Regions from separate parts of the Danio rerio genome. Here region 1 is linked to region 2. A link is a contact called in public Micro-C data. All regions are on one chromosome and are shown on one strand. Each heading gives the region's core, a stretch centred on a gene start, on an enhancer-like site or on the middle of the called end of the contact. The rest is flanking DNA. Distances are from core to core; before and after follow the strand shown.

Region 1 (6,747 bases), core at 3,476-5,975, 420 kb before region 2:
CTGAGCTGATCTTCATGTTTCTGTGTTTGTGGAAAAGCTGGCGAGTCAGCCGACCCAATTTATGAGCAGACAGAGCAGGATTCTTGCGCCGACCACCGGCCCAATACCGGTCTTTGTTATGAGCCACAGTTTCAGTGTAAACTTAGTAAAGGCGAGCTTCTTTGGCGATTATATGTACAGTATTAGATTTGACTTTTAGCGGACATTTGCGCTGAACACGCAGTGAATGCAACGCATGGAGATTCGGGCACCTTCTCCAAGAAGCGCGTACTCGATTGATCACAGCTGGCGGATCATTATTCACCACGTGACGTGTCATGATCGCTCTCATCTGCGCCTCAACTTTAGGTGGGGTTTGCAAACCTGTGTGCTTTAAGTTTTTACTCTTCAGCCGTTTGTATTTCCCCGTGGTCATAAAAGCTTATTCCCTGTCATCTGACAGCGGAATACCTTGAGTGATTGACAGCTAATATGAACCAATATAGCGGCAGGGAAGAGCGATTCAGCACGTTTTTACAAAAAATCAAAACAGGTCGCACTACAACCATTATCTGCAGTCGCACTAATGCTCCCAGATATATTATGAGGTCGCATAGATTAATTTTCGGGCGCATATGCGACCAAAATGGTCGCAATTTCGAGCCCTGCCCATGATCTAAAAGAAGGCCGAAAATAGCTAATCAGGTCAGGACACACTAAATAGCCTTTAAAAATATATAAATAAATATATTTTATTAATAAATTAGATGTAACTTAACTGTAAACATAAATTTGATTCACTGAAGGATGGAATACACAAACTAACGTTACGGAAATAAGCGTAGTTTATCGTCAATGTATAATTTGTACAATGCATCTAATAATTCAGATTTTTAAAAAATGCTATATATGTATATATAGGTCTGGTTAGTATCTTTAGCAGTAAATTAAATGGTGAGCTTTTAAGCAAATGTTACTGAATCGAACACTGTAAAAAGTGCTACACTCACAAAGTTGGTTCTATCTACTTTAAATAATTGCAATCTAGTTAATTTTATTTGTTTTATACCAAAAAAATAAAATTTGCTTCCTCTTTACTTAAAATATATCAGTTTTTATATAACTGTATATTTTGAATAAAACTAATGCAGTTTATTTGATTAGATTTTTGTACGTGGTTATTGTGTAGAATAAATGTTATAAAAGTGAGTTGACACAGACAATTTATTAGAGCAGCTGTCGATGTGGGCAGGTGTTCATAAAACGTGATTTTAATAGTTTGGCGTGACTCCTTTTTCATTGCCCGGGATTTAGCAGGCAGACGCAGCTTCTGCAATGGTCGACATCAACTGCTCCCAGCAGCGGATCTGATTAACACGGTAAGTTGCTAATTTAGCCGAATGATAATTGTAAAGTCATGCAAAACTGCTGTCTTCGCTAGGCAGGTGAGGTTTTAGCTTTGTAAATTGTACTGTAGCCTCAGGTATGTTAACAGTTAGACTGCTCTCACATGGAAAGCTAAGTTGGCTAACGCTAACCAACGCTAGTTTATGCTAACGATTAAAAGTGATATTATTGAGAAAAAATAGTGAAAGTAGTTTTAAAACACTTAGTAGGTATAACTAACGTTGCAGAACCGATTAACAAGGTCACTGGTGGGCGGTCGGGGTGTGGGGGTTCAGTTTGTTAGCGCTAACTTAGCTAAAGTTAGCTCACCTAAGTTATAGCAGCACATTAAGGATGGATATTAAATGCAGAAACGTATGCAACAGTTAAGTAGTTTGTGTTTAACGTAAGAGAAAGTATAACTTAAAGTTTGTGTTTTAGAGATTTAGTCCATAAGTTTTTTAATGCTGCATAGTGAATAAATTGCAGATTTACAATTAATTTTAACTTAAATTACATTTACTGATGTTTACAGAACCATTTAAATTGTATGCACCTCATTCTAAAATGCACGTTCTTGGTCTTTAGATACCAAAGTGATTTTGTTACCTGTGGATCTTCAAACTTCACATCCAGGTAAGAAAAACATTAGATACAACTACAGCTATAATTATTTGCAGGCAGGTAAAACATTGGTAAAATTGCAAACAATAGTGGGCTCCATAGAATTAACTTACATTTGATATCTGAAGTTTTTTTATGTGTGCAACAGTAAAAACAGTATAAAAATATCCTAATGCAGTTTCTTATTATCTGTCAGTCTTTCAATAAAGCTAACTGATAACACTGAATCACTGAACTGTCATTTGCCAGTGACATTAATTAAATGTCAATTAAATGTAGCTTTAGCAAAAATTTATTGTAAACCTTAATGTAATGTGTAAAATGGCAATGTATTTATTTATTTATTTAATAGAATTTGTATTATGACGTGCAAAGTTTGGTGCAAAATGAAGATGACAATTAAATTATAGAATTTGTATTCTATAATTTTCATATAGCCATTTTCAAACAGTTTTAATATCTAAATTAAATACACATTCTTATGCTTTATAAGTTGCCAAAATAAACAAAAAATGTAATACCTAAATTTTAACAATTCTTTGATTGACAGGAAACCACAATGACATGCACTGTTACACTGAGTAAAATCACAGTTTTCTTTAAAATTTGATAACTAAAAACACCTGGAATAATGTAATTACACAACCTCTATAACCTTTTTTTATTTTTTAAATAGAAGTTAGGTAATTTTAACTAAGGTAATTTTTAACTGATAAACTAAGGTGTTTCACCCATGCATCATTCTCACTGCACTTTTGTAACTTCACTTGTAGTTATTTTCTATTTAGTATTTAGCTATTTAATGTTGTTTGGTAGCAACCACCTGAACTCCTGTTTCTTTTTGTCTCTACCAATAGAGTTGTGAGGAATCAGAGGTGCATGCGGCTGCCCACGGGAAAAATTTGCCATCAGCCCAACACAGTTTGGATTATCATAGGACTGTCAGAGGTTTGCCAAACCTGTCAAATGCATGATGGCTCCTGTTTGGACTTACCGATGTCCTCGACTTCAAGTATCCATCAAAACTGTATACATTTGAGATATATTAGAGACTCTTTGTGGGACTGGACATTATGCATCCTAAATCTTCATCAAAATATGCAAATCTCCTCACTGAGTTGCCTTGGATGATTTCTCAATAGGATCTGGTATTATTAATGTTTTTATTAATGTATTGTGTACGTGTAGCCACATTAATGGCCTATTTTGTAGTCACTATTAAAAGGAACATCGATTGATATTGAATACATGTTATGGTCTTTAATCCATCTTTCCATTCTTATTTAATTGTTATTGACAGGAAAGTCTGTTTATCTGTTTTTACTAGTGTATATTGTGCTTACAATATAGAAACGAAGATTTATTTTCTGAGGTTACAGCCAGAAGTCAATTAAATTAGTTTTAAATGACATATGCATGGTTAATTTTATTTAGATCATTAAGTTCATAATACTTAATTAAAATGAGTACAGTCAACATATAGCAATGTATAAGTAAGTTAAGTTTAACAAAAAAAGTAAGTTTATCTGATTTGAATAATTTTAGAAATATTAGTTGGCTCAACTTAATTTTATTGCATTTGTTTTAAGCAATGTTTTAGTGTTTAAAATACTTAAAAAAGGCTGGAAGTTGAATCAACCTAAAACGTCCGATGCAACCACTTGCCTCACTTTTTTTAAGTTAGATCTAAGTAACATTTTTTACAGTGAAAGTAATTAGTAAAAAGTTCTTTATTTTTTATTTAGTTTGATTAAGATGAACTGTTGGTGATTGTATGGGTGTTAATGGCCAAATTGGGTAGCTAAACTTGAACAAAGAAAAATTAAGACCTTATTAAAAAAAGATTTAGGACCTACAACACAACATTTCAGTAGATTTTAAGATTTTAATTTTTTAGACCCTGCGGATACCCTATCTTACTTCTTTTTCTCATGAACATGTGACCAATCAAATGCTCTCTAGTATCTGACATTCCCCAACCCCTGCAAGATGCTTCGCATTTGATGTACTTGAGCTGAACCACTAAGAGCAAAATGCTATTGGTGCTAAAGGGGAGGAGCAACACTGCGTTGCTGTCTTTTCATGTTTCGTTTGAGGTTGTCAAACATTGAATAAAAATGCAAATTACAAAGCACCTCACAGGACCTTTAACTGTTCATTTTTTAAAATAAATATAAAAGGTCATCAAATTTAAAGAATTAAAAGATTTAATTTGTATTCAGCATGCTTTGGGATTTGTAAGAATTTTTTGTAATGACTAAAGTAATTAAATTACTTTAGTAAATGAGTTACTTTTCAGGCAGAAAAATTAGAAAATAATTTAACACAATTTTAATGATGTAATCAGTAATCATTACCTTTTTTAAAATAACTTCCAACACTGGTAAAAATGAATTATTTTAACATCAAAGACAAAATCACCAGTTACAGATCTATGAGATTTTCTGTTCCCACAAAAGTTGTGGGCTTTATACATCACCTGCCTTTGTTTATTGTTTACACGGCATCATTAAAAAAGCAAGCTATTTTGGGAATTAAAGAAGAAAAGATGCTTGTGTGTAAGCAGATTTTTTTTTTTTAAATACACTATATTTACCTGTTTTTGTAAATGATACTACAACAGTAAGTCTGCCGTTTACCAATGCTGCATGTCGGTGCGTGTCAGTAATCTGTGGCTCGTCCCGTCCCTTCGTGTGTGGTTAACTGAATCAGCATTTGGCAGTGTACGAGCGCCTCTTCCAGCAGGTATAATGTTTCTGTAGTGATGGAGACAGCACATAAACATACACACAAACACATCTCAGTCATCATCACTGTAAATAACAATGGAAATATGCACAGAACATTTGTCCACTAATCCACACATAACCATCAGTCTTCATCTTTCATTTCAACACAATAATGAAAACAATGTCTGCCTTCTTTTACTGATGGCCTCAAGACTCCAGCGTTTTACATCAAAACAACTTTTTTTTTTTTTTTTTTTTATCTCTGAAACATATGAGTGTCAGTTGTGTTGCCAGAACATGAGTTCAAATAATAGTTTAATTTTAACATGTCTATTTGTAGGTAAATGTGTCGTTGTCTTTGATTTACGATTATCAAATGTGTGTTCCTTTATGTGGCATCTCAATTGGATGTCAATATTTAACATAGTGTCAAAAAAGTTGCTAAGTCATATGAAAATTATTTTTAAAAGGAGGAATGTCTCCAAACCCCACCCCTAACCATACCACTCATTGAAGGATGAGCATATTGTACTAAAATATACAAATGAAGTCACACAAACTAATACAAAACAGCGACTACATCAAAAAAGTTATGATGAATTGTCTTGGAATTGGAGCGTTTGGTATTCTCTCATTAGCATTGGTGTGTTAATCATGTAAATCAATAATCCATTTTTATTTCTCTCTACACATACAGCAATCAGCCATATTGAGCATTCTAACATTCTGCCCAGAGCTCAGACACCTCAACCTGGGGAGCTGTGTAATGGTGAGTCTACTGGATGGATGAACTGATGCCCGGATTTGAGGTTTACATGGCTGAGTTGCAGTTACACAATAAAATACTGTTTTGCATTGATTACTGGCATATGTTATCAAATCATAAATACATTGTGCCTAGTAAATGAAATATTTGCTGGAAAATGGCGTACGCTAATACAGCAAAAAAAAAAAAAAAAGTAATATATATATATATATAAACATTTTTAACCCCTGTTTATTTTTCTCTCAATTTCTGTTTAACAGATGAGGAGTAAATTTACATGAATTAAATTTAAATGAATTATCTCACTAAAGATGTTGAGCGACTAAGATTTTGTTTTAATAAATATATTTGTTTAACAAATCTGTTTTGGCACCTACAAATATTAGCTATATTCACAGAGAAATGTATAAAATATTCATAAAGGTGACCTGTGCTTACTATCTGTACTAAATAATATACATGATTGACAAAAGTGTATATCTAAAAATAACAATAATACACTGAAATGATGATAAAATGGGGTATTAAAAGTGTATACCCTTGTTTTGTTTTAAAAAGAAAATTCAAAAGACTTGATTCAAGAATGAACCTTGTCTGTCAATTTCAGGCTACTAGCATTTTAAGGGTTAAAAACAATTGCAGACAAAACTAAATGAATTTCTGTGGCTCCTGATGTTTTCTGAAATTATAAGATTGGTCTGTTTCAGATAATCTTTCACATTGTTGATAGCTTCTGCAAATATTCTGAGTATACCTGGAACATACAGTAAGTATGTAAGTATTTTGTCATATTTTAGTTGTCGTATGTCATGCACAAACTGATGATTTAACTTCAAGATACCTCTGTGTATCATCAAGAGATACATGTATTAATGCTGCTTTGACTGTAAATGCTTTTTGGACTCTCAAAGTGCCAGTAGCCACTCTTTATATTTGTTTTGAAGTATGCCAATTGATATTCACATTGCCTATACAGAAAGTTATCTGCTTGTATTTTCCTATGAAACTTCAGAGTGTTTGATTGTGGTGTTTGTTGACAGATTGAGGACTATGATGTGGTTGTGAGTATGGTGAGCGCCCGCTGTCGTTCTCTGCGTTCTCTGGACCTGTGGCGCTGCAGAAATCTGAGTGAGCGTGGTCTGGCCGAGCTGGTTTCAGGCTGCCGGCTGCTGGAGGAGCTGGATCTGGGCTGGTGCTCCACACTTCAGAGCAGCTCTGGCTGTTTCCAGCACTTGGCCCGCAGTTTACCTCGTCTGCGCAAAC
Region 2 (6,806 bases), core at 2,160-4,659:
CAAAATCGTGGCTGTAGATGCGTAACTAATCTGCATAACAGATAAACAGACAGCAGCTTGTTACCTCAAGCTTAATTTTGATTTGAGCACTGTGAGAGGAGAACTTGTAAAGGCCTACCTGAGGTATCATCTGAAGGTTGAGATCTCGAGCAACTGCGATTGATATCTCGGATGAAGTGGTCCCAATTACTGCCATTATTGGCTGGACGGGTTGAGATGAGTCTTCTGGTGATTCACAGTCTGAGAACGGCCTCATAATATCATGGACAGCCCGCAGTGCAGTCGTGACATCAGAACATGTGTCGTAGATTCGGTATCCTAGAGTAATGTTCAAACTGCTCAACATGGGGGATTTGTTTGCCATTTCTACAGCATTAATCATCGCTAGAGCTTGATTTAGACCCTTTGTGTAGAACCTATAGAGGAACAAGAGACAATATGGTAAGCATAAGATGCTGTAGAAAAGACTTACTGGTATACACAGGATGATGATTATGCCTCATCCAATATTTGCTAAGATGACCTCTTCCCGGAGAAAGAAGCTCTTAAGGCTGTGACTTTTTTCTGTTCTTCATTTGGGGGTTAATCTAAAATGCCTGAGCAGTGTTTTTTATTATATCAATAAAAAATAACCAGACACACTTCTGAGTGTCACTTAGATGAATATGTAAATATGCCCTGTGTGTTTTTCACTCATGTATAATAAGCATTTGGAAATTTGCATCAGCCCAGCAATTCGGCACGCCATGTCATGTCACATTTATTTATATAGCATCTTTTTAAAGTATAGCTTTAAGGCAAGCACATTTAATGCAAAACAATAATAACATTCCATTTCAGTATCTACAACAAACAACTCTTCAGTTTAATTATGTCACAGTGATGTTTATAATGCCCCAATTGTTTTCTGTGCCACACCTAAGTGTCATCTTCATGTTTTCTTGATTTGTTTCCTTAGATACTACTTGCCCTTGTTCTCTCTTTGGCAATGTTTCCCTTACCATTATAATAGGAGTGCCAAATTATGTCGATAATTTTGTTTTTAATAAACAATAAAATAAACGTACTTAATTTAGATTATTTAAGTGATGGCATGTCATTTCTCTCTCAAGATGGTTACATGTTTACATTTCTCTGCTCTCGATAGACCATGCAGTGGAGTTCTGCTTCAATCACACAACTGAGCACACTCCCACCAGCATTGTAATAATGGGTGTTGAAAAATATGAAAAAAATTTGCAGAGCCAGAGGAGAGTAAATACATCCTGCTTTTTAAGGCTCAGTGCTGCGCTTCGTATTCAGTGTGTGACCCGTGTCTTTATCGCAATATCTGTTTGCTTGGCTATGTGCGTTGTATCAATCGCAAAACTTCTAACATGTGCCACAGATGTACATCTTGCATTTCAATCTTAAACCATCTTACATAATTACATTTTACATAATTATTTATATTTTACTGTCTTTCGGATGAGACGTTAAACCGAGGTCCCGACTCTCTGTGGTTGTTAAAAATCCCAGGATGTCCTTCAAAAAGAGTAGGGGTTTAACCCCGGCATCCTGGCCAAATCTGCCCACTGGCCTCTGTCCATCATGGCCTCCTAACCATCCCTATATTCAATTGGCTTCATCACTGTCTCCTCTCCACCAATCAGCTGGTGTGTGGTGTGCGGTCTGGCGCAAAATGGCTGCCGTCGCGTCATCCAGGTGGATGCTACACACTGGTTGTGGATGAGGAGACCCCCCCCCCCCCCCCCCCCCCCCCCATTGTGTAAAGCGCTTTAAGTGCCCAGAAAAGCGCTTTATAAATGTAAGGAATTATTATTATTATTATTATTAATTATTTTTCAAAGTAGTGGGTTGCAGCTGGAAGGGCATTCGCTGTGTAAAACATGTGCCGGAATAGTTGGTGGTTCATTCCACTGTGGTGAACCCTGATAAATAAGGGACTAAGCCAAAAGAAAATGAATGAATGAATAAATTAATAATCATATATAAGCAGACTAGAATGGATATAAAAATCATTAATTGCTTTAAACTTCCCAATAGTATGTCTTTGTCTGTCACAAATGTTGCTGCAAATTCTTAGAACTTTGAAATATTACCAGTGAAAATATATCCCTATATCAGGCCTGTATCCAGCCTATTAAAAGGCGTGGTACATTTTCTTAAAAAGTGGACCTTTTTGCAGTTATTCGTCTCATTTTAGGGACATATTAAGCCCTAATTTTTTCGGGATTTGCTGGATTAGAGGGTGATCATAACCACACTTTTTGATAAAACTTCAACTATAAATGTAGTGCTTACCATATTATTTTACCACAAAGTGTTCATTTGCAAATGTGTATTTATATTGTAAGTTATTAAAATTTTATAAATTATGTTATGAGCATTTTAAATAAAAAAAAGTACATTTAAAAAATCGGGGGAAAAAATTATTTAAATTACAAGTGTATTATCCTTTATCATTCAAAAAACTAAACAATTAAATATGTCAATCTTGCTTTTGTCATACTGTCAAAAATGGCACAAATGAGCTCATATAAGGGCCAAATTCTGTCTATGGGGGGGTGGATCTTTCGAACCACTCGTACCCCTCCTGGCTACAGGCCTGTATATAGTGATTTATATAGTTTTTTAATGCATTAAAAAAGTGATTGCTTATTAAAAAGAACAAATTCTGTAAAATATAGGTCTGCTAAGTTTCCCAGGGGAAGCAACATTTGCAGAGAAAAATGCTAAATATTTGAAAAATAGTTTTTCCACTATCATGTCACTTTAGGGCCTCCCTACTCTTGGCTTTTATATTTTAGATATTTGTTTACTCCATTTCATATTCTAAAAAAGTTTTATATACTTTTTATTTTGTGTGCTGCATTAGAATGATATTTTTGTTTTATTTATGTTTTCCATTTTTCTCACTTGTAAGTTGTTTTATTTATAAATATTTTCCTAATGATTTTATGTTATGTAAATTAATAATTTTAAAAGAACCACCGGAGACGGAAACCAGACCGGAGACGTCTGTCTCAATTTTAGGTCTAAACTGTAATCAAACAAAGAATTTGTACCCTACAACAAATGTATTACTGTTCATCAATTTTCCTATAACAAATACTATTAAAACCTTCAGTCTCCAACATAAATACACACATTCAGCTGACTCCATTTCCCTTTAGTCTGACCTTCAGGACTGGATGAACGCTCACCTTATGCAGTCCGGATGCTCAGGGGCAGAGATGCTGTTGTTGCCGGTGTAGTTTACTGGCACCACTGCCTCATGGATGGGGAAAAGTCCTCCAATGATGATGTTTCCAGGGGCTGAGGCTCCCAACTGGCTGAACTGTGCAATTGAGGCTTCTGCAACTTTCATCAGCCCAGCCCATAAGAGAATGAAGCTCATCAAATCCATGTTTTCCCTGAGTTCACCTGAGCGACTGACAGGTGTGCACTTACACATCATCACTTATAATGCCCAGAGCTTTAAAAAAGTAAAAAGAGAAAACACACATGCACCACCTTCTCAAGCCCCTCCCCCACCCACAAATAAATATAAAGGAGGTCCTTTCCTTGCACAACAGGTGAAACATAACCAGTGCCAAAAACACCCTTAACAAAAGAACAACCAACCACCAGCCTGTGTTTTTTAGTGTATGTTTGGCAACGTGTCATTAGGGTAACTGAAATACGCTTGCTTTGTTCTACTGAATATTCATTTGTTCTACTAAAGAAGCAAAGCTATGTAATACTTACAATAATAAAATAAATTACGAAGACTAAAATGAGAATAAAAATTTATTTAAAATATGAATTAAATTTGTTACTATAATAACACTATCCAAACTTTGGCTATAGTAAGTTCTGAGCTTTATAAATTATTGACGTTAACTAGTGATCTGAACAGTCAAATCCAACTAATACAGTTTTAAAAGGAAAGTGAAAAAAATGTAATAAATAATAACCTACAAAAAGCAAACAAACAAAAACTAATGTCAAGTAATGCAGTACATTTACTTGTTATTTCCTGTTTTTAAATGTCACCAGTAAATTAAAAAAAATCTTGCAAGTGGCTAATTCACGCCACCTTGTGGTGGTGACGTGTTAGGTTCTGTTTTTAATCAATGCAAAGAGCAAATTCTTTCATAGTTTGGTATTTATATAAATCAATTCTAAAGTATTGTTTTCTGTAGGAACAGTAAATGACTGCTACATTCATGTCTGGCACATTACTGCAGGTTTATTTGTGCTGCTTTTTTTTTTTATCCCACTACTATTTTACCATTATTTTTTAAGAAGGTAAAAAAAGCTTTTAGAAAAAGATAGTCTCAGGAGTCTATGGGTAAAGGATTAAGATAGCAAATCATGGATAGGATGCAACTCTGACGCTAATTTTGATTGATTGGATTAGATTGATAATAAATAATGTTATCTCACTAGGTTATTTGTCATTGGAAATATTGATTGTTTTCAACATTGTAATGGAATATTTTTATTTAATACTTTATAAATCTACAAGATCAAATAATTTCAACTCAATTTTTGATATTATTTCATGATCAGCTATGAAATGATAAGATTAAGCAGCCAGCTGGCCGTTTGCACAAGGTAATCTGCAAATAAAACTGACATAAAAATGACATATAAAATATGGACAACCATACAAACATCATTTGGCATGTCAACGAATATTTCATCCTTAGCCAGTATCGGATATCTAAAGGATTTCATACCATTTCATACAGATATTAGGTTAAAAAATGGTCTCGATGTGGACTGAGCTACTAGCATTAAATGTTTCATAATGATGCACTCAAGTCATGTGAACAATTAGGAAATGAGTTTTCGCTCACAAAATATGAATTTTTCAGATACTTACAACTCAGACATTTCCTCACAACACATAAGGAGTAAAAAGGAATTAAAAACCCTTCTACAATAAAACAGTTTCTAAAAGATATACAAACTGAACTTGTGTTCAATAAAATCATTTCTAAAGGGGACTCAATATTCTTATCTAAGAATACAAATAACACCTTACGGATAAGGGAGAAATGGGAGACTGAAATGAATAGAACAATTTCTCTGGAAACTTAGGAGGAAGTTGGCAGTGAAGTGGATTTTGTGACCAATTCTAATATACGGAGAGAATTCAAATGGAAGTTACACAATTAGATCTTTCAGAACTCCACAAACAATTTCAAAATGTAACCCTTCCTGCTCTAACAAGTGCTGGAGAAATTGTGGACAGAATATTGTTAACCAAACACATTCTGTAGTCATGTCCTAAATTAAGTAACTTGGAAAGAAGTATTTAATGCCCTTAAGGAAATCTTCCATTATGAATTTTCTGAAGATCCCACACTTGCACTGCTAGGTGTATGCCCTGAGGGCTTTGATGACAGATAAAAAAATGTACTTAATATTAATCAGAAAAATGTAACCTTCCCAAAACCCAAAACAACTATATCTTTAGACACATTTTTCCCATGCACCTCGCAAACAAGAAATCTACCAGGTTTTAGATACAAAACTATGTAAAGGTACAGTCTCTAAAACTGATAAAACTATTTCTTCATTTATTAGACAGTTAGGTTTCTCATCCTATTTTTAAATAAAGCAGAGCTGGAAATCAAATCTCATTCATGTTTTCACAGACAAGGAATGGTACAAGGCCCTGTCTTGTGTACAAACCTCTTCTATTCTCTGTAATCGTCATTCCCTACAATTCAAGTTATTGCATGGAATATATTAGACTAAGGCAAAAATATCTAAATTAAATCATTTTGATCCAAGTTGTGATCTCAACAAGCTCCAGCCTCTCTTTTTCATACTTTCTTGCTTTGTCATTCATTTTAAAAACAATTTCTGAATGATATCGTTTAGATATGGAGCCATGCCCCCCTAGTAGTATTTAATCCTACAAATGTTACAATCAAATGCACATGCCTTTTGTTTAATAATTGCTAAAAGGATTATAACACTGAACTGGAAAAATCCTTTCTCACCCAGTTACATACATTTGATGCAAAAATAAAAAATAAATTATATATATGACCTATTTTCCCTGCCCCTGGCTTAGTTATAAAATGGAGTGTTTTTTTTTCCTACTGATGTACCCTTTACATAACTTACATGTATTTTCTGTCTTGTTGTATGGCCTACAATGTGCTACTTTTATCTATGTTATTTTATCTATCTTATTAATATTATTATTATTTAAAAAAAAATGTTTAAATATTTTTCTTAATGCAATAATATGTTATTGTATTGCTTTATTCAGAGAGAGAAAAATGTGAGCAAATTGTGTCCTGCTGCTTGATGGAAACAGCTGATGCTGTGGCTCTCTGATTAAAAAAAAAAACGAGTTAAACTAAAAATATTACTTATTACAAATCCTACTTTCTGCAGCTTTGAAGTGCATCACATGCAGATGGCAAAATTCTGAACCTCACCATATAATGCTTGGATTTAAAAAGTGTGGGAACTGTATCAAATAGAACAAATAACATATGCATTACGACTTCAAAAAACTATTTTCCTAAAGAGATGGTCTCCTGTAATGCATTTAATTTTTCAATAATGTGCCATAAATGAGTCTGTCAAGCATCAGAGAATTTTCTTCATTTCCTCACTTTTTCCCTTTTTTTAAAATCATTTTTTAATCTAGCTAGAAATTGATGCTCTAATAAAAAACTGTTACAATGTATTTTACTCCATGCAATGTTGTATTATCTAATAAAAATAAGGAAAAAAATAATAGCTATATAATTAATATAGGCTTCTTGGCATTGGTCAAGGCCCCCTAATTC

The links. A called contact is a pair of places that touch in the nucleus more often than the background predicts.
Region 1: a Micro-C map of caudal fin shows a contact between it and region 2, with 8 times the contacts expected there. The contact joins the enhancer-like site here to the promoter of gprc6a in region 2. A contact is called at or near these places in 2 of 18 Hi-C or Micro-C datasets (caudal fin and hematopoietic stem cells).

What each region holds. Positions count from the first base shown.
Region 1 is chr16:35,773,114-35,779,860 of GRCz12tu, reverse strand. It overlaps fbxl4 (F-box and leucine-rich repeat protein 4), which reads left to right. Exons shown (of 8, transcript NM_001007315.2): 6 at 5,416-5,487; 7 at 6,525-6,747. The region is part of intron 9 of LOC137487924; the gene reads right to left. Among named protein-coding and RNA genes, the nearest start is that of pou3f2b, 12 kb to the right of the region's middle. Within about 2 kb of position 4,725, at least 2 of the 62 cell types and tissues checked have an H3K27ac peak or open chromatin away from gene starts, as enhancers often do. A contact at or near this core is called in caudal fin, where this site is marked.
Region 2 is chr16:35,349,445-35,356,250 of GRCz12tu, reverse strand. gprc6a (G protein-coupled receptor, class C, group 6, member A) reads right to left here and starts at 3,409. Exons shown (of 6, transcript NM_001008731.1): 1 at 3,207-3,409; 2 at 119-416; 3 at 1-30. The coding sequence starts at 3,409. LOC141378228 (a long non-coding RNA gene) reads left to right here. Exons shown (of 4, transcript XR_012392209.1): 3 at 3,177-3,441.